2 separate regions of the Mus musculus genome follow, and region 1 is linked to region 2. Evidence: chromatin contacts called from public HiChIP or PLAC-seq data. All regions are on one chromosome and are shown on one strand. The core of a region is the stretch at or near the end of the contact, and the rest is flanking DNA. Distances in the headings are between cores, read along the strand shown.

Region 1 (4,926 bases), core at 1,690-4,189, 180 kb after region 2:
GTAACTTATGAGGGACATGTGACCTGAATGATGATGGTAATAGCAGCTAACATTTACTGAATAATGGCATATAACTGGTATTAATCTAAGAGCTCTGCATAGAAGACAGTTTCACAAGCATCCCCATGTCTTAATCTCTATTGCTATTCCCCATTTACACATATGGACACAGGCACATTGAACATTAAAACCACCTTCAACATTTCACAGCTTTTGTGAGACAGTGACAGAGAAAGTGGAGAACAGTGAGGAAAGAAGGAGAGCTTCAATGATGCAGTTTAGCCACAGGAGCAAGAGGACCACACATTCATGTGCCACAATAAACACACTTGCATTACAGTGCTGTTGGTGTCTTGTCTCTACATTCTCAATTCACACTGTAAGACAGTGCTTAGATGCCTAAGATAGGACCACCTTCAGCACATCCGTGATGAATTAATACGCTATTATCAGGGAGTGTAGGGCTACAAACACAGAGACAGTCCTTTATATCATAGGAAGCACTGCCAAGAAATATGGTGTTGGTTGTGTGCAGGTGGCATCACCGACAATCATCAATTGCATAATTCAATAGCATAGATAATGCAGCTTTCTGCAGGTGCTATGTAGTCCAGCAATCAGGGTTGTGTTCAGTAAGGGAAACAGCATGTAAGTCTTATTCTAGGCTTCTCTAGAAGGTGTGTGTACACTGACTATGTTTGAAATCATCTTAAAATTCCATTTTCCTCACTACAGAACACTCTCTGAGGAAACTTGGTTTACATAGACACGGTGAACTTCTACTTTTGACAGCATGCCATATTAACTACTCTTAATGCAGTATCTGCTAAAAACAATTTTCTAAAAATCTGGGTTAACAAGCTCAAATGGAGCCAAATCGGGTGAGGTGGTGCAAGCCTGCAAAGTCAACATTTTGAAGGTGCAAGCAGGAAGGTTAAAAGTTCAAGATTAGCTTGGATTACAATAGTGAATTGGAGGTCAGCTTGGGCTACCCAGGATCCCATCTCAAATAAACAAATGGATTCAAATGAACTGATATTCTACTAGGACATATAGAAATTCTCAGAATGGATACAGAAGGAATGAGCAAAGGAAATGAGCACGTTTGAGGTAAGCTGGGAACGAAGTCAGCTTTAGTTCAGAGACTATCAATCAAATCTTGGCCATGTAGAATTCCTGCTTGAACAGCTATGCATCCAGCCACTGTAAGAAGACAACGTCAAAAATCAGTTCTCAAGGAGGAGTCTAATAGAAGACAGGATCCCAAGAGGAATAGTCCCTATGTAAGAGTAGGTGAGCAATAAACTCTTTTCATATAAGAGGCCACTAAGAAAACATGCTTGTCTTGGACTTAAGAGGCCAATAAGGAAGAAAAAGTCTCCCTTGAGAGTATATAATGAAGTATTTTCATTACAGGTTCCAATTCAATCTATCGGTGCAATAGAATAAACCTCAACTACATAACTTAATTTGACCCTAAGTTTGATGGTGTCTTGCAGCAAAGTTGCAGAGTCAAATGCTAATATTCTCTAGCAAAACTCGATTTTAACTCCAGCAGTGAAATTTCTCTATATTTATAACCCTGGAAAAGTGAATTCAGAGTTAAAAACCCCAACACAGATGAAATTAGGCACTGTAAACAAACGTGGCTGCTTTTGAACAAAGAGCACAAACAGATAAATAGTTTTAGTACAAAATTTAAATTAAACAGGTGTAGACTAAATATATTTAACATTCAAGTAATAAGAAAATGGCTTTAAAAGAAGACAAAAGAGAATACAAGTATGTCATTGTAAATAAAATTGTAACATAAAAATATTGAGTAGTGAATAAAATGTGTCATACTGATTTATTTTCTTTTGTATGAGAAAGGGTCTTCCATAATCTGGGTTGGCTTCTAATTGCCTATGTTGCCAAAGCTCACACTCCTAATCCTCCTGTCTCAATTCTCCCACTTAGGGGATTACAGGTGTGTGGTGTTATAATCCACCAGATAGTCTAAGAAGGGATCATTTTCCCCAAAACACAGAAGCATTTAGTGTACGAATTTTTATGAAAGGCATTTTTAAGATAGAAACGGGGCGGTGATACACTTGTTATACCACCAGTGAACATTTGCTAGGGTTATTAAAAAAGCCTGCCCAGAACTATAAACATTAACCCAGCTACTTACCCAACATAAATTTAAATCATTGTTAGTATATGCCAGCAATGCATTAAATCACTATAATTTATGGTTGGTTGTTATTTATTCATCTATTTATTTACTTTATTGCGGATGCATTTGAACAGTTGTTTTACAATGAACACAAGATACACCGCAAAACATAACTGGCTACTGAATACTATTTTGGGTGTCTTTTAATTTGGGAAATGCACATTCGCTCCAGTCTCACTATAAATTATCTTAACGTTGCAGGGACACCAATCACTTGTCCCATTTATTTATCAGGAGTGAATAATGAAGATAAATTCCAGCAGCGAGTTCTGTTCTAAACAACCTGAATTTTCCGAACTTAGCCGATTATTCTAGCGTTTGGAATCTTTGCTATTTGCCTAGCACAGCCAGAAATCCATGACTCACAAACGGCGGGCTTAGAATCACCGCCCAGAACAGGTGAAAAGTTGTTCCTAGTTGTGTCAGGCAGGCGCATACAACTCCCGTCATCCCCCATGTAAGAAATCAACAAATAAACAGAGGCACCGCATTTCGGATTCTGGCGTGCCCGTTTCGCGCAGGCGTGTGGTTTCTGTAGTTGCCACTCCAAGAGACACCCTCACTAATGGCCACGCTCGGGGAAAAAGAAGACTACATTTCCCAGAATACCGCGGAGATCCGCACCGGCCGGTTGACGTCATCGCTGCAGACAGCCAATAGCAACGGCGGGCGGCAGTGAGGCAAGCGCCGTCAGGCGCCAAAGTGGAGCCTTTTTTTTTTTCCTTTGCTTTTTTTTTTTTTTTTTTCCTTTGCCGGAGTCGAGCGGGTGCTGCTAGCGGAGGCGCCATATTGGAAGGGACAAAACTCCGGCGACAGCGAGTGACACAAATAAACCCCTGGACCCGTTCGTCCCCGCAACAGTCAGGGCCGCGATGTTGTACCTAGAGGACTATTTGGAAAGTGAGTGCGCGGCGCCGGCGACGCGGCGGGCGGGATCGGCGGCGGGCGGGAGCGCGAGTGGCCGGGCGGGCGGGATGGCGGGAGGGAGGGGGAGCGGGGGATGTTTCTTTCTCACGGTAACTGGCAGCCTCGTTGTGAGCCGCCCCCCCTCCCGTACGCACGCACGCACGCACGCACACACGCGTGACGCCAGCGCGTCCCTTCGCCGTTGGCCCCGCCCTCTGACGGACTGTGCCTTTGACAGTGATTGAGCAGCTTCCGATGGACCTACGGGACCGCTTCACGGAGATGCGCGAGATGGATCTGCAGGTGCAGAGTAAGTGGCGCGTCTCCACGGCCCCGCGCAGCCCCGGCCTCCCTCGGGCATCGCCTGGCGGGTCCTCCGCGCTACTTTTTTCAGGCTGTGACAAGGAGGCGGCGGGCACACCGTACCGTTAACACGCGGGGCACAGCAAACACAGTTGTTTGTGTACTGCATGGAGATGACGACACTGCACCGCAGTGGAAACTCGCGTGATTTTCAGAAGGTTTGCACCCGAGCCTGGATGTGGAAACTTGGAGTTCTGCATTCAGACTTAAAAGTTCATTACATTCCGAATTTCTCCAGAGCAAAGACATAGAAGGGCAGGCTAGGGACCCTAGTGAACTCGGAAGGCCGAACTTTGACAAGTTGCATATTAATGGAAGACACTTAGAGCTGTGAACAGCGTGGACACTTTCTCAGCCAGAAATGAGTGAGAGAGATCAGATTTTAAGGAAATCACCCGCTTGCTCTTTAGAAAACTGTAGACGTTTGATAGGCTTCCCTACTGGTTTCTTGTTTTGTAAACACAACCACGTCATTCAGGCTGGTCTCACACTCAATATGTATAATAATCCTAGGCTTGCTCTAATCTCCTCATCTTCCTGCTTCTGTCTGCCTAGTGCTTGGCTTTTCAGGCATTGCTAGCATTGATTTTTTTTTCTGTCAGTGCTTGGCAGCTTTATATGTGACTTATTTCCAAAATGAACCTTGTTCTTTTGAAAAAGCCAGACTGGAAGAGGCTCAAAGGTAACTTGAGTTTGCTAAGGGCTTGTTCTCTTCATTCATGAGCCTCTGCCGCCCCTGCCCCTCATTTCTGTACCTTTTGTCCCTGACTGTACTTTTCTCATCTCAGTCTCTGGGTCATCTCTTGGGGTGCATTGCCCAATAGCCTCTCATAAATCTGTGACTGGAATAGGTGTGCTTTTTCTCTTTGACTTTAAGGTAGTTGCAGTAGTAAACACCTGCCGAAGCACATTCCAGAGGGATTGAGTAGAGTTTGGTGGCAGACAGATTTGGGTTCACTCTTGGACAGGACGACTAGGACAACTCCAGCCTTGCTGCCTGGGGGGCTTGTTTGCTTTTTTTTTTTTTTTTTAAAAACTGACAGTCTTCTGAGGATTTAAACTAATACAGATAATTAGGATGTATAATGCCCATTACAAATAGGTTTAGAATAAAGGATAATTTAAAACATTGTCAATCATTCAATTTTTTTAAAATTCTGGGATAGTTTGGATTTAATCTATTCATATGACAGTGCTTTCAAGTTTACTTACTTTGTAATCCTGGAGTTTTCGGAAACAAAGTGAGTAGGCATTAAAAGTATCAGCATGTCTAAGGTCAGCAAGTAGCTGAAAGTAAATTGTGTTTTAAAAATGAAGATTAACTAGAGCATCTCAGCATCTTTTGTAAAAAGCCATCCTGCTCTGAAGTTGCTTAAATGATAAATATAGTGGGCAATTTTTTCTCCATTTCCATCACAACAAAACCCCTTTTATTTATT
Region 2 (5,390 bases), core at 7-2,506:
TCCCGAGTGCTGGGATTAAAGGCGTGTGCCACCACGCCCGGCCATTTAGCCAGTTAGTATTCTGAACTCTCTAACATAAGACATCAGCCTATGGACTGAGCCATTGCTTTCTTATAACCACTGTGATTGGAGCACATCTTAGGACAGCTAATGACTGAGTTATAAGTCCCAAAGTGAGTTATAAATGATACATACACTACTGAGTTACACAGTTCTGTCTTCTCTGTCTTCTTTAAAATAAGAACCCTCTGGGTTAATGCCATTTGGCAGGACCATATTGACTAAGGCTAAGAGTGGGGACTGCAGGATTGACAAGAAAGTGTGAAGAAGGCATTCCTGAGAGAGTACTAGTAGTAGAACAGCAGGAGAGAGAGAGGGAGGGTGAGAGAGAGAGAGAGAGAGAGAGAGAGAGCGCAATGCATGCCATCAGTCAAAACTTCATATGATTTGGACTTATTCTGGATAAGTAGCAGGGAGGCAATTAGATAGATAAAAGTGTCACTCCAAAGGAAGGAGACTTTGAAGGACAATTGTGCCTGGAGATATTGAATCACATGCATGAGGATCTGGCTTTCTCAAAGGGGGAGTAAGCTGAGACTCAACCACAGGATGAAAAAGAGATGCTGGGTAACAACGTGTAGAGCAGGGAATCAGAGTGCCGCGTTGGTACGTAGATCAATAGTCTGCGTTGCTCTTCCTTGTTGGTAAAATGGAACTAATGATGCGTACAAAGTGAAAAATCGGCATAGAGAAGAGAGGAAATTTGTGTCTGGTACATGGCACTCTGTGCCTGCCACTTTTGAGGCTCCCATGAATGTACAGAAGCCTGCAATTACCATCTGAAAATGGAAAATAAAAGAACATTCAAGGTGATGGGGGAGATTCCTCTGTATACATTTCTGGGGGGATGCTTGGATGAGAACTCTGTTCACAGTAAAGGAAGATGCACTTTTAAATCCCAGGATGATAAGAACGTGGGTGACTGGAGCAACATGGCAGCTGGCGGTATTTTCTTTTAAAAGGAGGCGGGCTCTCTTGTCGTGGAAGATTCAGTAGCTTATTTATTTCTCATTTCTTTACCTCCTTTGACGCGTCTGAAGGAATAGGAGTTCAGACAAAGAGAAGCTGTTGTAGCATCCTGTTTAAGATTCTCTTCATGAGATTTGGTCCTCAGCCCATTTTCTGTCAGACTTCCTGAAATGGGAGAGCAACGCATAAAAATTCTCGGGCTGCACAGTGTATTCTCCTAAGAGGCAGACTGGAATTTACAGCTGCCCGTAGACTTCTCCACCTGCATGTCCTGCGGGCATCCCGGAGTCAGTACATCCCAAAGCAAATGAATTACCCGTCCACACTCACTCTCCTCCAGCCTTCTATCTGGGTTAACACTATTGCCAGCTTACCAGGTACAAAATGTAGAAATACTGGTTCTTTTCTTTTCTCTTCTTTTCTTTTCTTTTTTTTTTCCCCCATTTTTTTGTAGTTTTATTTATTTTTAATTTATTTTTATTAGATATTTTCTTTATATACCTTTCAAATGCTATCCCGAATGTTCCCTATACTCTCCCTCTGCCCTGCTCCCCCACCCACTCCCACTTCTTGGCCCTGGTTGTTCCCCTGTACTGAGGCATATAAAGTTTGCTAGACCAATGGGCCTCTCTTCCCAATGATGACCGACTAGGCCATCTTTTGATATATATGCAGCTAGAGTCAAGAGCTCCAGGGTACTGGGTAGTTCATATTGTTGTTCCACCTATAGGGTCGCAGATCCCTTTAGCTCCTGAGGTTCCTTTCTTTTCTATCACGGAACCCCTTGCAGAGATTCACACAATAGTAGTCTACTCTGTTTTATGCACCCTGTTCCTTGACTTCCATTTTCCTGGTGAGGATCTTTCTCCCTCTATACAAGCCCAGGAAAGGTCTGTCTGCACTTTACCCAGAGTTCTCAGAGTTGAACCTCTAGAGGCCTCTGTTTCCTTAGACCACACTAAAGCATGCCTTGTCCTCAGGGACTGGCACAATGGTGGCACCTGCTCTCCTGAGCTCCATCCCTGTTGCTTGGATAAAATAGTGGAAGTTCTGAGTCATGCATGTGTCACTTCCTTTTCTGGAAACACTCCAGCAGCTCAGCATTGGGAATCCACAGAACGAAGGCTCAAATCCACGTTTCACCCCACTTCTGTTCCCCGGATGTTCGCTCCAGTGTGCTGTGCTGTGCTGTGCAGTCATTCACACCGATCCACAGGTCATATCCTCAAAACCTTGTTCGTTTACTGAAATCTCAGAGCCTTGGCTCTCAGAACGCTTAAGTAAGCTCTACCCCTCCTTCAATTCTGCTCAAGGACCATTTCCAGGGTGGAACTGCCCCAGCTTCTATTCTCCTCCGCTTGCTCAGGAGGGCCACGCTAGCTGTGCACTCCTTCATTTATATTTCCTAGTGTTACCACAAGTGTCTCTAACTCAGATTTTATAACCTTTATAACAGACATCATCTCTAATTGCCTTCTCAGAGTCTCAAGGGTGTTTTGAATTTCCTGTTAACCAATCTAAAAATAATCTCTTAATTTTTTTTTTACTTTAAAACTTGTGATTTTTACCCCCCCCCAAAAAGGTTTTAAAGGTTCCCAAAGACATAGTTAACAGATTTCCCCCATTCTTCCCAAACAGAGAACTCCCTCAACTTTATAGCATTAAATGCACTTTGGAAAGTTCCTTGCAGTTTTATTATTCCAGGTGCACTGCTACCATAAGAGGCCTTTGTGGTCCATGGCTATAAATGTCATTTGTTCCCATTAAGCAAATGTATTATATAGAAGATGATTGTCTAAATTTATGGTGACTATTCTAGAGGGCACTAAATCGGGAAATATATCAAAATACCTATTTTAAAAAGTCAATCCCCATAATTTGAAGACTGGTGCCCCCCCCCCAAGCTCAATATAATATAAGCATGTTATATGACTGTGAGATCCATCAAAAGAGATGCAAGCAAGCAAACTTGGCAGCTATCAAAAAAAAAAAGCAAATAAAATGCAGAGCTTTGTCAATTACTTGGTTATCATAAGTGAAATCTGAAGAAGTGATTTATTGATGTTTCATCCTATATAAGTCCATATTCTTTCTCTCCCTTCATCTCTTTTCCTCTAGAGAACAAGAGTCTCTCTTCATTGCCCTGGCTTGCCTTGAACTCTTGGGCTTAAGTGATCTTCCAGCCTCTCCCCTCCATGAAGTTGAGATTACAGCATGGAGCGATTGTCCAAGTCTTTTTCCTTTTTAAATTAACAACAAAGGAAAGCACTGAGAAGATAAATGAACAGAAGTGATTTATTATATCAAATGTGCTTAGCAAAAATAGGAACTTGAAATAAGTAAAGGCATCCTGTCTCTTTTCAGTGGAAATGGAGTTTACATATTAGTTCCTGAGTTTGAAAATAATTTAGTGCCCTCTAAATTTAGTAATATTGTATTCAATCCTTTAAGAGAGAGGTCTGTAGACTTCATTTTATACTTTGCAACGCACCGCATTGCCACCCTTGCACAGTGCCAAAATTAAGGTGGAGGAGCCATTTTGACCTTGATCACATGGGACATATGGAGACCACATGGGACATATGGCAGCCTCATAAAACCTGTTCTGCTTTGGGCCATTGACCCTTAGCTAGGAAGACTTGAAACAAGAATAATGCCCCCTTGAGGGTGAGTATGTAGGGATGTGTGTGTGTGTGTGTGTGTGTGTGTGTGTGTGTGTGTGTGTGGTATCTTTTGTCCCTCACCCATGGGCTGACCTAAGGCTCTGACTTTTCAGTCTCTCTTCTTTCTGTAGCTGAATGGTGAGAGTAGCTATGCCAAGTACTAAGCTGGACAGTGCTACTGACACGTTGGCCAGTGGGAGCCTGTAAAGAAGTGAAGGAGGAGGGTGCAGTCTGGGGACAGGGATGCCTGCAATGGTGGAGGACACAGAGACAGAAGCAGGCACAAGACCAACACTCCAATTTCTTTAACTCCAAAGAGTCAGCATCTATGGCTGCATCTAGGACCCTCACTTGCTCATGGTGCTGCCTCCAGAGTTCTGAGGCCTCGCCCCATCTGGAAACATAAGAAAGCTCCAGAAAGTCTCAAAGCATGGGGGCTTCAAACCCGTCTACAGTGCCCACTGTGGCTGGGCTCTCACAGGAAGCCACCCTCACCCCAGACATGCTCCTCCTGCTTTTGTTGTGTCAGGTGAGCACTTGCGGATGCCCTCAATGGTGTGCTTCAACTTGAACCCAATATTTTACTCCAGGCATCCATGAAGATAGTGATGGTATGGCAGAGGATCTTGATAAACATGCCTTGAGACGGTGGGCTGCATTATTTCCAATCATGGAGGCCTCCCCCACACCCATGCGTGCTCTTCTCATTTGCATCCTCTCCCTTGCTCATCCCTTGCTTCACTGATAAAAGTGATAGTGTGTATAAAAACGGGCACCCTTTCCAGAACTGTATACTGAGACCTTGTCTTGAAAGTAAATACGCAAACCATCATGATCTAGAAAATATTTATTGATTAATTTTCTTTCTGTAATCCAAGAAATGAACAGAATGCACAAGATACAGTAAAATGCACTTTTCCCGTTTCAAATAAATATCTTCTACTCTTGTAAAAAAATTAATATTCTGCATCATTTGCTACAGTGTATTAATTGATGAAAGAAATCAAGAATTTTCTCTGGTTAGGCTACCACTTATTTTAGAGATTCCTATGAGCATCTCTTCAGAGAATGTTGTTTCTCTGTAAAATTACATCAACTTCAAGTTGTTGCTTCTTGATTGCAAAAGAAATACATGAAAACATTAAAAATAAAAACGAAAAACACTCTTTGACAAAGTGTTTTTTGGGAGGGGGGAAAAATCTGAACTTTTGATGAATCAACTATGTGTAAATTCTGTAGTTAATACTTCCGGCAGCCAGACTTACAGAGATTCCTATGTGTCAAACTGGTAATTTCCAAAATTAGTGGTTAACAACTTAAATTAACAGTTATAGATATAGTACAGAACCAAGACGGAATTTAAAAGTTCTGTTGCTGAAAGAGACAAAAGTAATGGTACTGTGTAAGACAATTTTGCCATTTTCAAATATTGTTTTTCATAATATTATAGGAACTGAAATCTACTGAATTATACAGACACGGCACAGACTTATATACATATATATCCCTGATAAGTTTAAGACAACATGTTAGCTCTTACAAGTGTTATTAATAAGATTATTTTAGTAACCAACAAAAATCATATTTAGGTAGTCACCAATCTTGAAAGATTTTTGCATATAATCAAATAACCATCAGAACAATACATCACCAGCTAATAAAGGTCTTTAGCACTAAATCCCTATGTTAGCAGTCAGT

What was found. HiChIP or PLAC-seq counts read pairs in DNA pulled down with a chosen protein or histone mark.
Region 1: a contact with region 2 is called in a FOXA1 HiChIP or PLAC-seq map of pancreatic cancer cells. The contact joins the promoter of Ing3 here to the enhancer-like site in region 2. A contact is called at or near these places in 3 of 39 promoter capture datasets (cranial neural crest and liver), 2 of 115 datasets of contacts at active chromatin or transcription factors (pancreatic cancer cells and stem cell-derived neural progenitor cells) and 1 of 9 other capture datasets (adipose tissue).

The regions. Positions count from the first base shown.
Region 1 is chr6:21,946,676-21,951,601 of GRCm38.p6, forward strand. It overlaps Ing3 (inhibitor of growth family, member 3), which reads left to right and starts at 2,940. Exons shown (of 12, transcript NM_023626.4): 1 at 2,940-3,118; 2 at 3,363-3,434. The coding sequence starts at 3,091.
Region 2 is chr6:21,766,870-21,772,259 of GRCm38.p6, forward strand. Tspan12 (tetraspanin 12) reads right to left here. Exons shown (of 9, transcript NM_173007.4): 9 at 4,522-5,390. Among named protein-coding and RNA genes, the nearest start is that of Gm30270, 83 kb to the right of the region's middle. Within about 2 kb of position 1,257, at least 28 of the 459 cell types and tissues checked have an H3K27ac peak or open chromatin away from gene starts, as enhancers often do. A contact at or near this core is called in adipose tissue, pancreatic cancer cells and stem cell-derived neural progenitor cells, where this site is marked.